2 separate regions of the Mus musculus genome follow, and region 2 is linked to region 1. A link is a contact called in public promoter capture Hi-C data. All regions are on one chromosome and are shown on one strand. Each heading gives the region's core, a stretch centred on a gene start, on an enhancer-like site or on the middle of the called end of the contact. The rest is flanking DNA. Distances are from core to core; before and after follow the strand shown.

Region 1 (7,472 bases), core at 3,565-6,064:
GTGGCTGGCAGAGATGAGAAGCGGGGCCAGGAGGAGACTGGACTTTGGTCCCTGCTCTTTCTCTAGTCAAGGTAGGTAGTGGCTCACCCAAAGTCTGCAGGATTTCTGGCATGAGGGATGCCAAAACAGACAACGCAGAGACCAAAAATGGTCCTGCTTAATGGAGAAAGGAGGCTTCTATAGGTGAGAAGCCCAGGGATATCAGGGTAGGAAGGATGCAGCCACCCCGTCAAGCCTCTTGGATTAGCTTTGAGACAGGGACTTTGTACTCAGCTTTTGATCTGCCATTAGCCTGGGTATTTCAAGCCACAAGTCACATTCATTTTTAGACTAACTGCCTCCCTCTCCCTCCTCTCTTCTTCCCTCCCCCCTACTACTCCCTTCTTCCCTTTCTTCCTCTCTTCCTCAGATAGTATCTCATTGTATGACGCCAGGCCAGCCTTGAGTTTCTGGACTCTGACACTCCTCCCAGTCCAGCCTGCCGAGTGGATGGTACTAGATGACATCATCATACCTTGGTTCTCCTCTGAGCCTGAGTTTGCTCATCTGAGAAGTGGGGCTCATAAACAGTTTCTACTGTGTGGAAGGGCGGATAAAATGCCTGTGCATATCTCTGCTTACTATATAGCATGTTGTCAGTGTGACAGCAAGGCCACGCCTGGCTATGAAAAGTCTTTCTGGGCCCAAGGGACCCTCAGACCTCTTGCAAGGATGGAACAACTGTGGGGTTATTCATCTGCTCAGTCAAGGGATTCCTTGCTCTTTAAACCATCCCTGGAAGGACATACTCAGGCAGTGCCTGGGAAGAAAGGTCCTGTAAGTAGAGCCTAGTCTCCTCTCTCACCTCTCCCACCCTAGGGCTCCCAGCCAGACCTTGACAGTCGACATGGCAGAAGTTCTCCGAATGACTCTGGTAGTCGTTGCACCAGTAACGACTGTTGATCTGGAAGATGCCATAGTCGAAGCTACCATCAACGTTCTCGTTCACCTTTGATATGTTGAAGTTGCTTTCCACAAAAGCCAAGCACAGCCCTTAGAAAAGAGAGAAGAGGGAGGCTCTTTAGCAAGGATCTAGACTGAGTGGGTAGGGAGTTGACATAAAAGGGGGTGGAAGCAAGGTATCAGGAGAGAGAACAAGGCCCAAGAGCCTAGCTATGCCTGAAGAGCTAGAAAAAGCCATAGGCTTATCTGTCCCATCCTTCGGTCCATTTCCCCCTCCATTTTATAGCCATCCCCCCATCTTTCCACCTACTTATGTTTTATGCATTTGCTGAGTACCTACTGTTTGCCAGGAGCTATGCACAGCCAAACAGGCTCGTATTGACTTCAAGGGGCCTAGTACAGATTGAACAAAAGTACAAAAGTATGGGTTTAACACAGAGAGAGAGGGGGCTGAGGGGGTGGAGCAAAGGGGAGAGCAAGCGAACAGGAGAAGTGGAGAACATATCAAAAGGCATGTATGTACAAATTTTAGATGGAGCAGAGAGTTCCCTCCCACACAGCCTTTGCATTGGCTGTTCCTTTGGCCTGGAATACTTTTCTTCTGGTCATGTGGTTCTTTCATTCAGCACGGCCCATTGCCACTTCCTCGGAGCCTTCCCCTGACTTCAGTTTCCACAGTGTTACCCATGTACATGTGTGTGAGAGAGAGAAAGAGGAAGACAGGAGAAAGGAGAGAGTCAGAGGGAGGGAGAGAGGGAAGTAGGGAGAGGGAGAGATAGAGGGAAAGGGAAAGGGAGGGAGGGAGATAGAGAGAGAGAGAGAGAGAGAGAGAGAGAACATGTTGAAGTCAGTTCTGTCCTTCAGGACCTCTCCCATTTCTGCGGCTGCACTGTGTATTCCACACTAGCTGGGCCTGGGAGCTTCAGGTTGGTTTTTCTCTCTCTCTCTCTGCCACCCATTTCTCCACGAGTGCTGGGATTATAGATGCATAAGAAATCGTTTTTTAACTATGCATATGCATGACTGTGTGTATGTGCATGTGACTGCAGGGTGCCCGTGGAGGCCAGAAGTGTCAGGTCCCGTGGAGATGGAGTCGCAGATAGGCTGCTTCATATGGGACCCAAACTCAGGTTTTCTGGATGGGCAGAGCATGCTCACAACTGCTGAGCGTTTCTCTGGCTCCCACGTTGTTGTTGTTGTTGTTGTTGTAAGTCATTATTTTAAGGATCAAACTCAAGTTGTCATGCTTACAATGTGACAGGTGCTTTCACCCCCTGAGCCATCTGCTGACCCCCTTAAGCTTCTCCTTTGCTTGTTTGAGACAAGAACTTGCTACCGAGCCCTGGCTGGCCTCAGAGCAATCCTCTTGCCTTCAACTCTGGGAACTGCATGCCTGCACCACATTCTTCACGCACATGCCGCCACCAGCCAACACTGGGTATCCGCGTGAGTGCTCGCTGCTGTGCTAGAATGTAAGCTCTGTGAGGGAAAGAATTTGGTTCACCTCCAAAGCAGTAGTGCATGGTAAGAGCTCAGTTAATAGCTACTGGCTGAGATGTGACATGTTGGGAGAGGCTTCTTGTTGCAGGGAGATGGTTCTCTGAACTCAACTTGGAAAGACAAATGGCGAAGGAAGGCAGGTAAGAGATCCAGAGGAGGGGTGGGGAGGAAGGAGCCAAGGAGATGACACTCACAGTCAGGCAGGGAGTAGCCCTCAAACCCATCCAAGTCCTCTTCATACAGAATCTTGGCCAAACTACAGCGATGGATGATGTTGCCATCATTCACTACCAGAAGGCAGCTTGCCACACAGATGAACAGTGCCTTCAACATTGTCCAAGGAGACAGGGCACTAGGCAGTCTCTGAGAGCCTGGGGGATCTGAGAGAGAAACCAAATTTCCTCGCTCACTCAATGTTCAATACCTGGTAAGTTTCAGTGCTCCCCACTCCTCAACCTCGATGTACATACACCCCGAGCCTACCCTGGAACTCAGTATGTAGCCAGCTTTCAGCAATCCTCCTGCCTCTACTACCAGAGCCTTAGTATCACAGGTAAGGGCCTGTTCTTTTATGTTCGTATCATGTTTTTTGTCTCGGAAAATTTAACATAAGAGGAGAGAGAGAAAGATTGAGAGAGAGAGAAATCTCCTGATCCTCCATATACCCATTGCTCAGATTCAAGAGTTCAAAATCAAGACCACTCTGGCTTCAGTGGCTGGTCCTCCTCTCATGGGTATTTAGGCACAAGCAACGTTTGGGTAGCAGGATGGGGAGTGAGGTTGGCAAAAGTTAGAGCAGATTTTGTTTCACCAGCATTTGTGGTATGGATTGAGCGTGTGCCTTCAGAGGAAGGGCAGGGACACGGGATGCCAATATGCCCCAACCCATACTCCCAGATACATGACATATGACCTTCACCACTGCAACCTCTGCCTCATGCCATTCCTGGAGGGCTGCTTGTAGGTTTTATTGTTTTGTTTCTGTATAAATGCATATCAGAAAACAAGCGAATATAATCGTATTATATAAATAATCTTCGCTTTAATGGTGTGTATGCCTGTGTATGTGTGTGTGTGTGTGTGTGTGTGTGTGTGTGTGTGTGTGTGTGTGTGTTTGAAGATCAAGGACTCTGAATTCCCACCCACTACCAGCTATCAAAGGCTGGGCTGCTGTATGACTTTGAACAACATACTTACTTCTCTGGTTCCCATGTGTGAAATGAAGATCTATTTACTAATACTTGCCCAATCAGAACGGTGTAATGAATAAGATAAATAATAAACAAAAAGATATGGTTTCACATTCCTTACAGAATGGAACCAGGACTCCTATAAATGTGGCAGATTCCCAGGCTACAGTAGGAGCATAGCCTGGGCAGTGATTGGTTTGAATAATGACTACTATTGGGGCTGGTCTGAGTTGGTGGAAGCTGGAAAAATATCAGGGCTTATATACATGGCCTTGGTCATTCCCGTATTGCGTAGCAAAACCCAATGTTTTGACTTTGCAATTAAAATTAACATTATCAGTGAGGGACAAAGGGACACTCTGCACCTCTGGATGGGAAACCTCAAGATGCATAAGCTCTAATGAGGTGTTCTGGCCACAGATGGGAAGCCTGGGTCCAAGCATAAAGAAATGAACCTAAACAGAAGGAAACATCTATAAAATAACTGGGTTCTGTCCTTCAAAATGTTCATTCTGTGAGCGCACACGTGGGCTGGTCCTGCCCTAGGATGTGTGTCTTTCTCTTTAAACTAGGTGTATGATGCTGAGGGCAAAGGCCAGGATCCCTCCCTCTCCTTCATCATATGTAGGGATGACGTGGCCTCTCCGGCGGCTTTGCTTGCCTTCTGGTCTCTTGATTTGTCCTTGTCACACAGCATGCACTTAGGACATTCTCTGGATGCTCTCACTACCCTGCTCTGGTGTTGCAAATAGAACAGATGAAGTCCTGTTAAATCAGACTTTCCGGTAAATAGCAAATATCTGTTTAATTCAGATATGTCCTGCAGCCCTCCCTACTCTGATGCAGAATGCACCTCAGAGATAGGCTTCCCCAAGCCTTGGGATGCAGGAATGTCTGGCTTGGCCCATGGAGCCCCTCAGGGATTCCCTTTGGGGTGATAGTAGTCCCCGAATGTGGCCCTATCCAGCTTCAAAGCATACCTCTCTGGCCCTAGCTCGCAGCCAGCCCAGGCCCTTCTGGGAGGATCTACAGGACAAGATGGTTTGTGGCAGGAGCCTCCTCTTCCTTACCAAGCACTCTCTGGCCCCATCTGGCTAATAGTTCTCCTTCGTCTCAAGAAGGCATGTGTTCTTGGCCACCTCAGCCTTCTGGAACTCTGGTTCTGTGACATCATCACTCTCCAGGAAATATGCCGGTTTGAACTGTGCAAACTGTGCAGGCTTTAGGTAGAAATGGTAGATGGGTCTGGAAGGCAAGGTGTAAGGCGGACCAATGGGCAGAACCCTGATACCTCCCTTCCTTTCTGAGAACAGGACAACCTTAGTTTCTAAAGAGGACCTACACATCCTGCCCCTGGGCTGCAGGGTTTGTGCTTATATTCTGATTGTAACTCTGCAGAGCTGTGGGACTTTGCTCAGGACCTATACCCTGCATTTTGATTTCTGTGGGCCCCTGTGCAGCTCCAATCTTTTGTAGAAAGTCTGTGGAGTCCAGAATCCAGTCCAGAAACAACCTTCAAGGACCCACACACACCTTCTTTTCCTCTCTCTGGGACTCAGTGAGTATCCCTTCTTACATAAACAAATTTGAGTTGTGTTTCTGTTACATGCTCACAAAGAAGACCTACCTACCTACTATAGCATGGCAATACTTTAGAATGGTGCCGAAAAAATATTTAGAAATTACTATCATTAAACAAGATACATTTCGAGGAAAGGTAATTACGGGTCAAGCATGGTAGAGAAACATAGTGTAATTTAGAAGTCTGGAAACAAAGCTCAACTGCCTGAAGCTGGTACTTGCTGTGCTAGCCAGCAGCCACTAGAGGGCAGAAGCAGCCCATGTCCAAGAAGACGTGGATTTAAAGTTTGGTTTTGCGAAATGCCGTCCCTTAGATGACCTAGCCTCCCTCTCGGAGTTAGCAGGCACCATTCTCTTTTTCTTGGTACAGCCTGAATGTCGGCTTGGGTTCCTTTGGTTCAGAATCTGCCTTGTTTGTCCATCAGCAGTAGGAGAGTTCCCTGTGTTCCCAGACCTTTTTTTTTTTTTTTTTTTTTTTTTAAGGGGCAGCAGGTTCTGGTTTGTGGAGCTGACAGGCAACTTAGTGGACCAGATGCTGCAGCATCACCGACTTAACTAGCTTGCTTAGCATATGGCAAACAGTGGGGCACGGGGATGAATGACTCAATGAAAGAGAGGGGAAAGAGACAGGGAAGTGCCCATGGATGCTGCAGACAAGCCTCCCTCTGAGAACAAATGTTGACCCTGAAATGAGCCCCGCCAGTGGGATACAGCGCTCAACACAGCAGGCAGGGAATCCATTTGTCTTCACAGAGCTCCTAAGAATCAGCTGCAGAGAAGTTAAGCCATCCCAAAGTCTCAGAGCTGGGAGGCGGTAGCCTAAAGCTGAACTTGTTTCCGACGACGTTACCAGCAGGCTTAGCTCCCTCTCAGGAGCAAATTGTCTTTTTTTTTTTTTCAAGAACTCTGTAGCCCAGGCTAGCCCCAAACTCATGATTCTCTTCCTGCCTTAGTCTCTCTAGTCCTGATGGGCTTTCTGTTGAGCACTAATGTCCAGCTCTTGTTATTTGAAATAGCCACATTTCATGTTGCAAATCTGTGATGTAGCTTAACATGTTCCCAATTGGTTTTTTTTTTCCATTTTCTGTTCGTTGAGAGTTGAGTCTAGATGCCTAATTAGATGAAGGTTTAAACTTTTGACAAGTCTAGCTGTCTTCCCAAAGACATTGCTTTTGGTTTTAGTTCTGTTATTGTGATTAAAATGTCCTGACAACAAACAATTTAGGAGAGAAAGGGTTTGTTTTAGCTTGCAATTCCAAGATACAGTTCATTACTACTAGGAAGTCGTCGTAGAAAGAGCTTGGGACAACTGGTCACGTCACATCCCCCAGTGAACAGTGGAGAGAAATGAGTGTCTGCATGTGCTTGCTTGCCTTCTTGTGCTCAGATTGCTTTCTCCATCTTAAACAAGGCAAGATCCCTTGCCTAGGGAATGGCGCTGCCAATACTGGGTAGGCTCTTCCCATATCAGTTAACTTGGCTAAGACAACCCGGGACAGACATGTCCACAGAGCAGTCCAAAGTAGACAGCCTCTCTCTCTCCCTCTCTCTCTCTCTCTCTCTCTCTCTCTCTCTCTGTGTGTGTGTGTGTGTGTGTGTGTGTGTGTGTGAGACTCTCCTCCCAGATGATTCTAGGTTGCATTAACATCACAAGCATGTCATGTCTTTCTTTTGTGACATTGTCAGTGAGTGGTTGTCGGTCCTCAGTGTCTAGCCCTGCTATTTCAAGCAGTACATGCTCTTAACTGCTAAGATGTATTTTCAACCCAGTCTCCCCCCCCTCTTCTTTATAATTCTTATGAAGCCGTTTTCTATAAAAGCCTTCATGATGTGTATTTTCACCATTGCAGACTATAAGATCTCTGCTACAACCATTTGGTTCTGTCAACGTGGCACAAAACCAGCCGCAGATAGTGCACCCATAAGTGAGTCTGTCTGTGACGCTGTAAAATTTTGCAAACACAGGCTGTGGCTAAACTTGGTCCATCAGCTAATCACTGATCCTTCTTATAAACAATAATGTATAGTGTGTCTCCTTGGAAACTAACCGTTGTAGTGTTGAGCAATTGTGCCTTGTGATGGCAGTTTTATACCATTTTCAGAAGTAGGATCCTTTTTCAAATGGCGCGTCATAAAAATCCATCTAGCCAGCGGCTGGAGAGATGGCTCAGCAGTTAAGAGCACTGTCTGCTCTTGCAGAAGATCCAGGTTCAGGTGTCAGCAACCATGTAACAGCCATGTAACAACCGCTAACAGCCA
Region 2 (6,948 bases), core at 2,593-5,092, 300 kb after region 1:
TCTTCCCTTGGCCTTGGGGTGTTGGGATCACAGGTGTGTATGTCCACACCAAACTTTGGGTTTTGAGGGGTTTTTGGGGGGGGTATTTATTTATTTGGTTGGTTTGGTTTTTCTTTTTCTTTTTTTTTTTTTGAAAGAAGGAAATGAGCTAGGTAATGGTGCTTACATCATTTATTTATTTATTTATTATATGTAAGTACACTGTAGCTGTCTTCAGACACTCCAGAAGAAGGAGTCAGATCTCGTTACAGATGGTTGTGAGCCACCATGTGGTTGCTGGGATTTGAACTCCGAACCTTCGGAAGAGCAGTCGGGTGCTCTTACCCACTGAGCCATCTCACCAGCCCTGGTTTGGTTTTTCAAGACGGGGTTTCTCTGTGTGTAGCCCTGGCTATCCTAGAACTGGCTCTGCAGACCAAGCTGGCCTTGAACTCTCAGAAATCTACCTGCCTCTGCCTCCAAGTACTGGGATTAAAGGTGTACACCTCCAGCACCCAGCTGATATTAGTACTTCTATTCATTTTATAGTTATTGAAGATAAGCTTTCCAGAACTAATGACATTAAAACAAACAAACAAACAAACAAACAAAAACCAACAACCCTCTAATCCTGTCAGGATTTTAAGTTTCATTACCCAAGATGAAGTTCTCTCTCTGCTGACTTTAAGGCATGGGCTGGTTAATGCAACTAGCCTTATCTTCACAAAACCGTATTAATGCTAATCAGATGCCACAGCAGCTCTCCTAGAAGAGCAGACACAAGTCCTGAAGTGTAGAAAACACTGGCAGTCGCTGCCCTATTGACAGGTAAATTACCAACACAGGTTGGTCAGAACCAGGGGTGTGCAGGATGCCCCAGGATGTCCCTGAGGCCTTTTTATTTAACAGGGGCTTTACAATACTGAATCTTTCCCACGCTCCACATGGAGATAGGAAGTAGCATCATTTTCTTCTTTAAAAATTATTTTTATGTATGTGTGACAGACAGCACACCTGTGTGGGTGTCTGAGGGGGCAGAAGACAGTGTCAGACCCTGTAGCTGGAGTCACGGATGGTTGTGAGCCATGCAGAATGGGTGCTGGGAACCAGACTGGTCCTCTGAAGACCATCCAGGGCTCTCAACCATTTTCACCTCGCCTCGCCTCCTCTCTCCCTCCACCTCCTCCTCGTCTTCTTCTTTCTTCCTTTCTCTCTCTCTCTCTCTCTCTCTCTCTCTCTCTCTCTCTCAAGATCATATATGATTACTGGTAACTACAAATATTTAAAAGAGCTTAAGGTGTTGTGCCCATCTGTAATCACAGCCGTCTTGACACTAAGGCAGGAAGACTACAACTATCAGGGTAGCCTGGGCACCACAGTGAGTTATGGGCCACTTAAGTCACTGAAAAACCCTGTCTCAAAAACTGAAACAAAGAGGGTTGAAAGCAAGAATAGTTATCTAAATCTTTTATTAACAAAACAACAACAAAAACACTGAAAAGAGTATATTCAAGCCAGTGGCTCAGCATGTAAAGGCTCCTGCTGCCAAAGTCTGACAACCAGAGCTCCAGCCTCAGGAACCACAGAACTGACTCCTGAAAGCTGTCCTGTGACCTCCAGGACACTCAACCTAAAGACAAAGAAACCCCAAACCCCTAAGTGTGTGTGTGTGTGTGTGTGTGTGTGTGTGTGTGTGTGTGTGTGTTTTTAAAGTTAGAAACAGAATAGTTTAAGCTTCATGTTATCCGAGTGAAGGCTTCCAGGGGTTTTTCTGAACACATGTATTAGCACCACGGAAAGTGTAATGCATTTTAATTAATTTGAAGAAAAACAGTAGACAGATGGAAATGTACTAGCCACGTTTCAGTAAAACATTTCCATAAATGGTGATTAGTTTGATTAAAAAAAAACAATGTCATAATTTCAAAAGTACAGCCAAATTCCTTTACTTTGATCCAAGCTTTGATTGTCACTAAAATCAAGTGACAAAATAAGCTAAATTTGGGAACGGGCCTTTGAGCAGATGCATCGCAAAACAGTTAAGCAAGATGCCGAAGAACAATGACTCTCGCTTCGCTTTGGGATCACTGGTAAAGATATGAGATTATACATTTGATCACTGGCTGCTTCTTTTTTTTTTTTTTATGTTTGACTGTGTGTATAAAATCTCAGCACATCAGTGAATATGCAATATGGACATACTAGGATTATATAAATAATTTGACATGTGAATTCGTGATCAAGTGTTTGGAAAGCACCAATTTCCCATGACATGAACAGAGTCAAGGTCACAAGTTTACCTTCCAAATGAAAGAGCATTTTGTTAGGGTCACACCTGGACCAGCCATCCATCAAAAACTTAACAATTTAAAGTTTTCTATCTTCCTAGAGTCTCTTTACTTTCAAGTTTCTTCCCTTGATTATCTTTCCCCTAAATCTGCATCCCTTCCTTGGCCAATTCTTATACACTCTACAGTTCTCAGCTTAGACAATACTTATTCTAGGAGACATTCTGGACAGCTGCCCCTCCCCACAGAACTGAGAAGACATGCATGGAAGCCCTGAAGATGACCTTCACTGTCTGCCTACACACTTGAATCATACCTAGGATAATTCTTAAGGTTGGAGACTAGATTTTGCTCATGTCCATACTTCCGGAGGACTACTCCTGGGCCTGGTACAGTGAGTGCTGGTTAATCGTAGATTACAAACCCAATTCAAACCACCCAAAGGACAAGTGTCCAAGGCAGTATCCCTTCAAGGTCATTTAGGATATCACAGAATTAGATTCAGATGACTTAATCACTACACAACTTGGGGCTAGGAAGATAGCTCTGAAGGTAGGGACAAGGGATCCACACAGCAAACTGGATGAGGAACCTAGCCATGTATGGGAGCTCTGAGTTTGGCCAAGAGCTGATATCTCAGTGGATGAAGAGTAATTGAGGGGTGATTCTTTTTTTTTTTTTTAAGATTTATTTATTATTTCATGTAAGTACACTGTAGCTGTCTTCAGACACACCAGAAGAGGGCATCAGATCTCATTGCAGATAGTTGAGAGCTACCATGTGGTTGCTGGGATTTGAACTCCGGACCTTCGGAAGAACAGTCAATGCTCTTAACCACTGAGCCATCTCTCCAGCCCCGAGGGGTGATTCTTGACATAATCCTCTTGCTTTATATACACACACAGAAGACATGTATGTACACAAATATGTGCACCTACACACATGCAAAAAACATACATCCACAAAGGCACACCACATACATATACATATTGGAAAAATATAAATCAATAAATGGAACAAAATTACTTCCATGACAGAGCCAACACAATAGAAACTTTACAAAATGGTAGGTTAACCTCATTTGTAAACCTGTTTACCTGTCAATGTCCTTTAATAGGAAGGGGGTGGGAATCTGTGGATATCATCTGGGCAGCCAATTTAAACAGATGCTACGAGGAAAGGGCCTCCCTATTAGAAGGCAGAAGCATCTGTGTTTTGGTGGTAAGCCAGGCAGGGTATCTCATTTTAAAACAAAGTGTAAGTCCCTATAAATAGTCAAGTTGTCTATTTACCATAGAAATGCCAAGGAAAAATTCCATACTTTTTTTTTTTTTCTAAAACTGACTTTGCCTCTAGGGAAAAAAAAAAATACAAGCCAAACACTACAGGCATATAGCCTTTTAAACATGAAATTATAATCAGTGATGGGTTGTTTTATTAAGGTGAGTTGTTCAAGTTACTGGAACACATAACTGCTTAAGGATATAGGAGTGTCTTCATTGTAATTTAAAATGCCAAACAGTATGGGTAGTGGGCTATAGGCCACTGGCAATTCTTAAAGAATGTCAAGGTTATCAAACAAAAGGGAACTCCAGTGGAAGTAATTATGACATCGGTCATTCCAGAGCCTTTAAACGGCAGAGAATTTGCTTCTTTTCAAAAAGAAAAAAGGGGTGGGGGGAGGAAAGTGCAGGCTTTAAGCAGGATTTTCTGGACAGTATTTCAGTTTGCCAATTTAAATAACACAGTCTTATGTAAAAGTTTCCTTTAGAAAATAGATTACTTGAGTGAACTTTTAAATCAAATAACAGCACGGTCAAATAAAGAAAAATTCAATATGAGGCAGCGAGTGGTAACGAACGCTCCTGTAATCCCAGCACTTGAGGGGTGGAGGCACGAAGATCAGGAGGTTAAGATGACCCTCAGCTACAAAGGGACTAAAGACCAGCCAGGACCACCAGAAACCCTATCCAAAAGGAAAGGGGAAAAGAAAATCAGAGTGTGCTAGCAGACTAGAAAGGGCTCATCACCAGACATTCCCTCCTACCCTGACTATAACCCTGAAGAACATGCTGTCTCTTCCTCAGGCCTCTCGCCTCAGGCCTTGGCTCCATTTCTCCAGAGGTTTGCAGATTCCCACAGGAAAGAGAGGAATACACAGAAACTTGCCCCAGGTCCAGCCTAGCTGACATGCCCCCACTCAAATATTTCTCCTAGGGGATCACTCTGAAGAACTAAGGGTTTAAAATTGCCCTTTCATGTGGGGCAGGGTGTGTGGGAGGGGAGGGGGCGTATGGCCCATGACTTCTATCTGTAATCCCAGCATTGGGAAAGCTGAGGCAGGAAGAGGAATGGCCACAAGTGTTCATGGCTGTTTTAAATGACCATCTCTGAGGAAGAGAAAAGAAACCTTCACTTTGCAACAAAGTAACTCCCAGACCTAGGACTAGTAGCATTAATGAAAACTTAGAATTTCATTTTGGAGTATCACTATCCACATTTCAAATATCACAAGTGCCTGATCTCTACCACTGCAGATGGTTCCAGTAGATACGATTGGTCCAGAGCAACATAGAAATGTTACCATAAATGGTCACCTGCAAGACCACAGAACCTCCTACACTATAAACTCCGATGATACTTGCAGCGCATGCCTGTAATCCCAGCACTTGGGAGGCAGAGGCAGGAGGATTTCTGAGTTCTGAGTTCGAGGCCAGTCTGGTCTACAGAGTGAGTTCCAGGACAGCCAGGGCTATACAGAGAAACCCTGTCTCGAAAAACAAAAACAAAAACAAGAAAAAGGGGGTTGTTTTGGTTTTGGTTTTTGGTTGGTTGGTTGGTTGTGTGTGTGTGTGTGTGTGTGGTTGGTTGGTTGGTTTTGGTTTGTTTTATGGTTTTTTTTTTTTTTTTTTTTGAGATAGTTTCAAGCAGCCCAGGCTGGCCTACAACTCACATTATATAATCAAGGATGGCTCTGAACTTCTAATCCCCCACCTCTACCTCCCCAGGGCTTGAATTACAGATGTGTAACTACCACACCTGGGCTTCTTGTTAAACTCTTGAAGACAGGCTGGTGAGAAGCCTCAGTGGGCAAATGTGCTTTTCCTCCAAGCTGAGGAGTTCCATCCCCAAGCCCCACACGGTGGAAGAAGAACTGACTCCCACAAGCTCCCCACATGCAGGCCATGATTCATGCAGAAACCTCCGTACCCACGCCCCCCCCACACACACACACATAATTAAATGTAATTTAATTAAGAAAAAATTCTGAAGATGTGGGATACGAGGCTGGGATGCGGGGGAGGGGGAAACAAAAAGCTTGGTGTGCCATAGTCATTTTCACAAGTCTCTTGGAGCATCCTTGACATTCCCTGACTCAGACGAATGCTGTGCACATAACGAGCGAACCTCTTGACACCTGTCGAGTCCTCAAGATTCTTTTATAAATGTCTATTTTAAGAAGCTTTCACTTTGATCTTTCAGGGGGAAAATCCGTGCGGAAAAAATGAGAACATCAAACAGCAATAACATCAAATACTGGCAACAGTACAGAGCAGCTTCATATAAAGGTTATATGGCCTAGCAAATATAGCCCCAGGTCTCTGGTCAGTCAGTAAACCGAAAACCTACGTCCACACAAACACTAAACATAAAGGTTCGTAGCATCTGTATTCATAGTAGACAAAACTGGAAAGGTCACAAATGTCCTCCTGATGATGAATGGATAAACAACAGTGTTGTGGCCATAAGACAAAATACTACTCAGGTATTCAGTAAAAATTAATCATCAGTGTATATATTTACCATTTACGGGCAGCGGGACCTGGGAGAACGGAGCCAATACGTGAGGCGAACTGAAGTTTAGTCAGAGCATCGGGCAATTTATACTCTGAGGACCAAGAGCAATCACCTGAGTAGAGCTCTCATGAGCTCCAGCCGTCGACAATCACAAGGACAAGCTGTACGTGGCAAAACCGTGTTTCCACAGAGGCACAGAAAGGAGAGCTTAAACATTTAACTGAATAACGTCAGCAAGCAATAATGAGCAATCTGGAGAAAACGCCCTGCTATCTGCTACACCTGGGAGGGGAGCATAGCAAGGCATTCTGAGATCAGTTCCCTGTTTTGAGGAAACGGGTTCACAAGACTCTCGCTGTCTTGGAGTTTTCTCACAGGTACTCAGCACCGTCCTCACTCACGTGCTTGGGCTGTGTTCTGACGGGAGTGTACGGGGTGAGTATGTGTGCTCGCATGTGTACATATGTATGTACATGAATGTAATGCTGGGTAAAAGAAGCTGTCTGTGAGAACGCAAGCATATGGTGTTTGTCCCGTGCGTCTGGCCTATTTCACTCACTGCAATGCTTCTCAGGCTCCGGCATGTTGCAGTGCATAGCCACGAAAATGTCATTATTTTCTACAGCCTGGCTATGTTCCACTGTATGGGCAGGCCACACTTTATCTTTTTTTTCTTTTTTTTTTTTTTTTTTTTTTTTTTTTGGTTTTGCGAGACAGGGTTTCTCTGTATAGCCCTGGCTGTCCTGGAACTCACTTTGTAGACCAGGCTGGCCTCGAACTCAGGAATCCACCTGCCTCTGCCTCCCGAGTGCTGGGATTTAAGGTGTGCATCACCACTGCCCAGCTCTATCTTTCTTTTTTAAGATTTATTTTATTTATATGA

The links. Promoter capture Hi-C pulls out the DNA fragments that hold promoters and counts their contacts.
Region 2: a contact with region 1 is called in a promoter capture Hi-C map of embryonic stem cells, with 3 times the contacts expected there. The contact joins the enhancer-like site here to the promoter of 1700072I22Rik in region 1. A contact is called at or near these places in 16 of 39 promoter capture datasets (the 3T3-L1 cell line, 3T3-L1-derived adipocytes, the C10 cell line and 12 more), 1 of 15 datasets of contacts at CTCF or cohesin (the NIH/3T3 cell line), 1 of 484 Hi-C or Micro-C datasets (embryonic stem cells), 2 of 115 datasets of contacts at active chromatin or transcription factors (embryonic basal ganglia and forebrain) and 4 of 9 other capture datasets (adipose tissue, liver, macrophages and 1 more).

What each region holds. Positions count from the first base shown.
Region 1 is chr11:103,634,122-103,641,593 of GRCm38.p6, forward strand. 1700072I22Rik (RIKEN cDNA 1700072I22 gene) reads left to right here and starts at 4,815. Exons shown (of 2, transcript NR_131143.1): 1 at 4,815-5,190. Lyzl6 (lysozyme-like 6) reads right to left here and starts at 4,769. Exons shown (of 5, transcript NM_001356472.2): 1 at 4,703-4,769; 2 at 2,637-2,822; 3 at 874-1,032. The coding sequence starts at 2,775.
Region 2 is chr11:103,932,094-103,939,041 of GRCm38.p6, forward strand. The region is part of intron 1 of Nsf (N-ethylmaleimide sensitive fusion protein); the gene reads right to left. Among named protein-coding and RNA genes, the nearest start is that of Nsf, 18 kb to the right of the region's middle. Within about 2 kb of position 3,843, at least 9 of the 459 cell types and tissues checked have an H3K27ac peak or open chromatin away from gene starts, as enhancers often do. A contact at or near this core is called in embryonic stem cells, where this site is marked.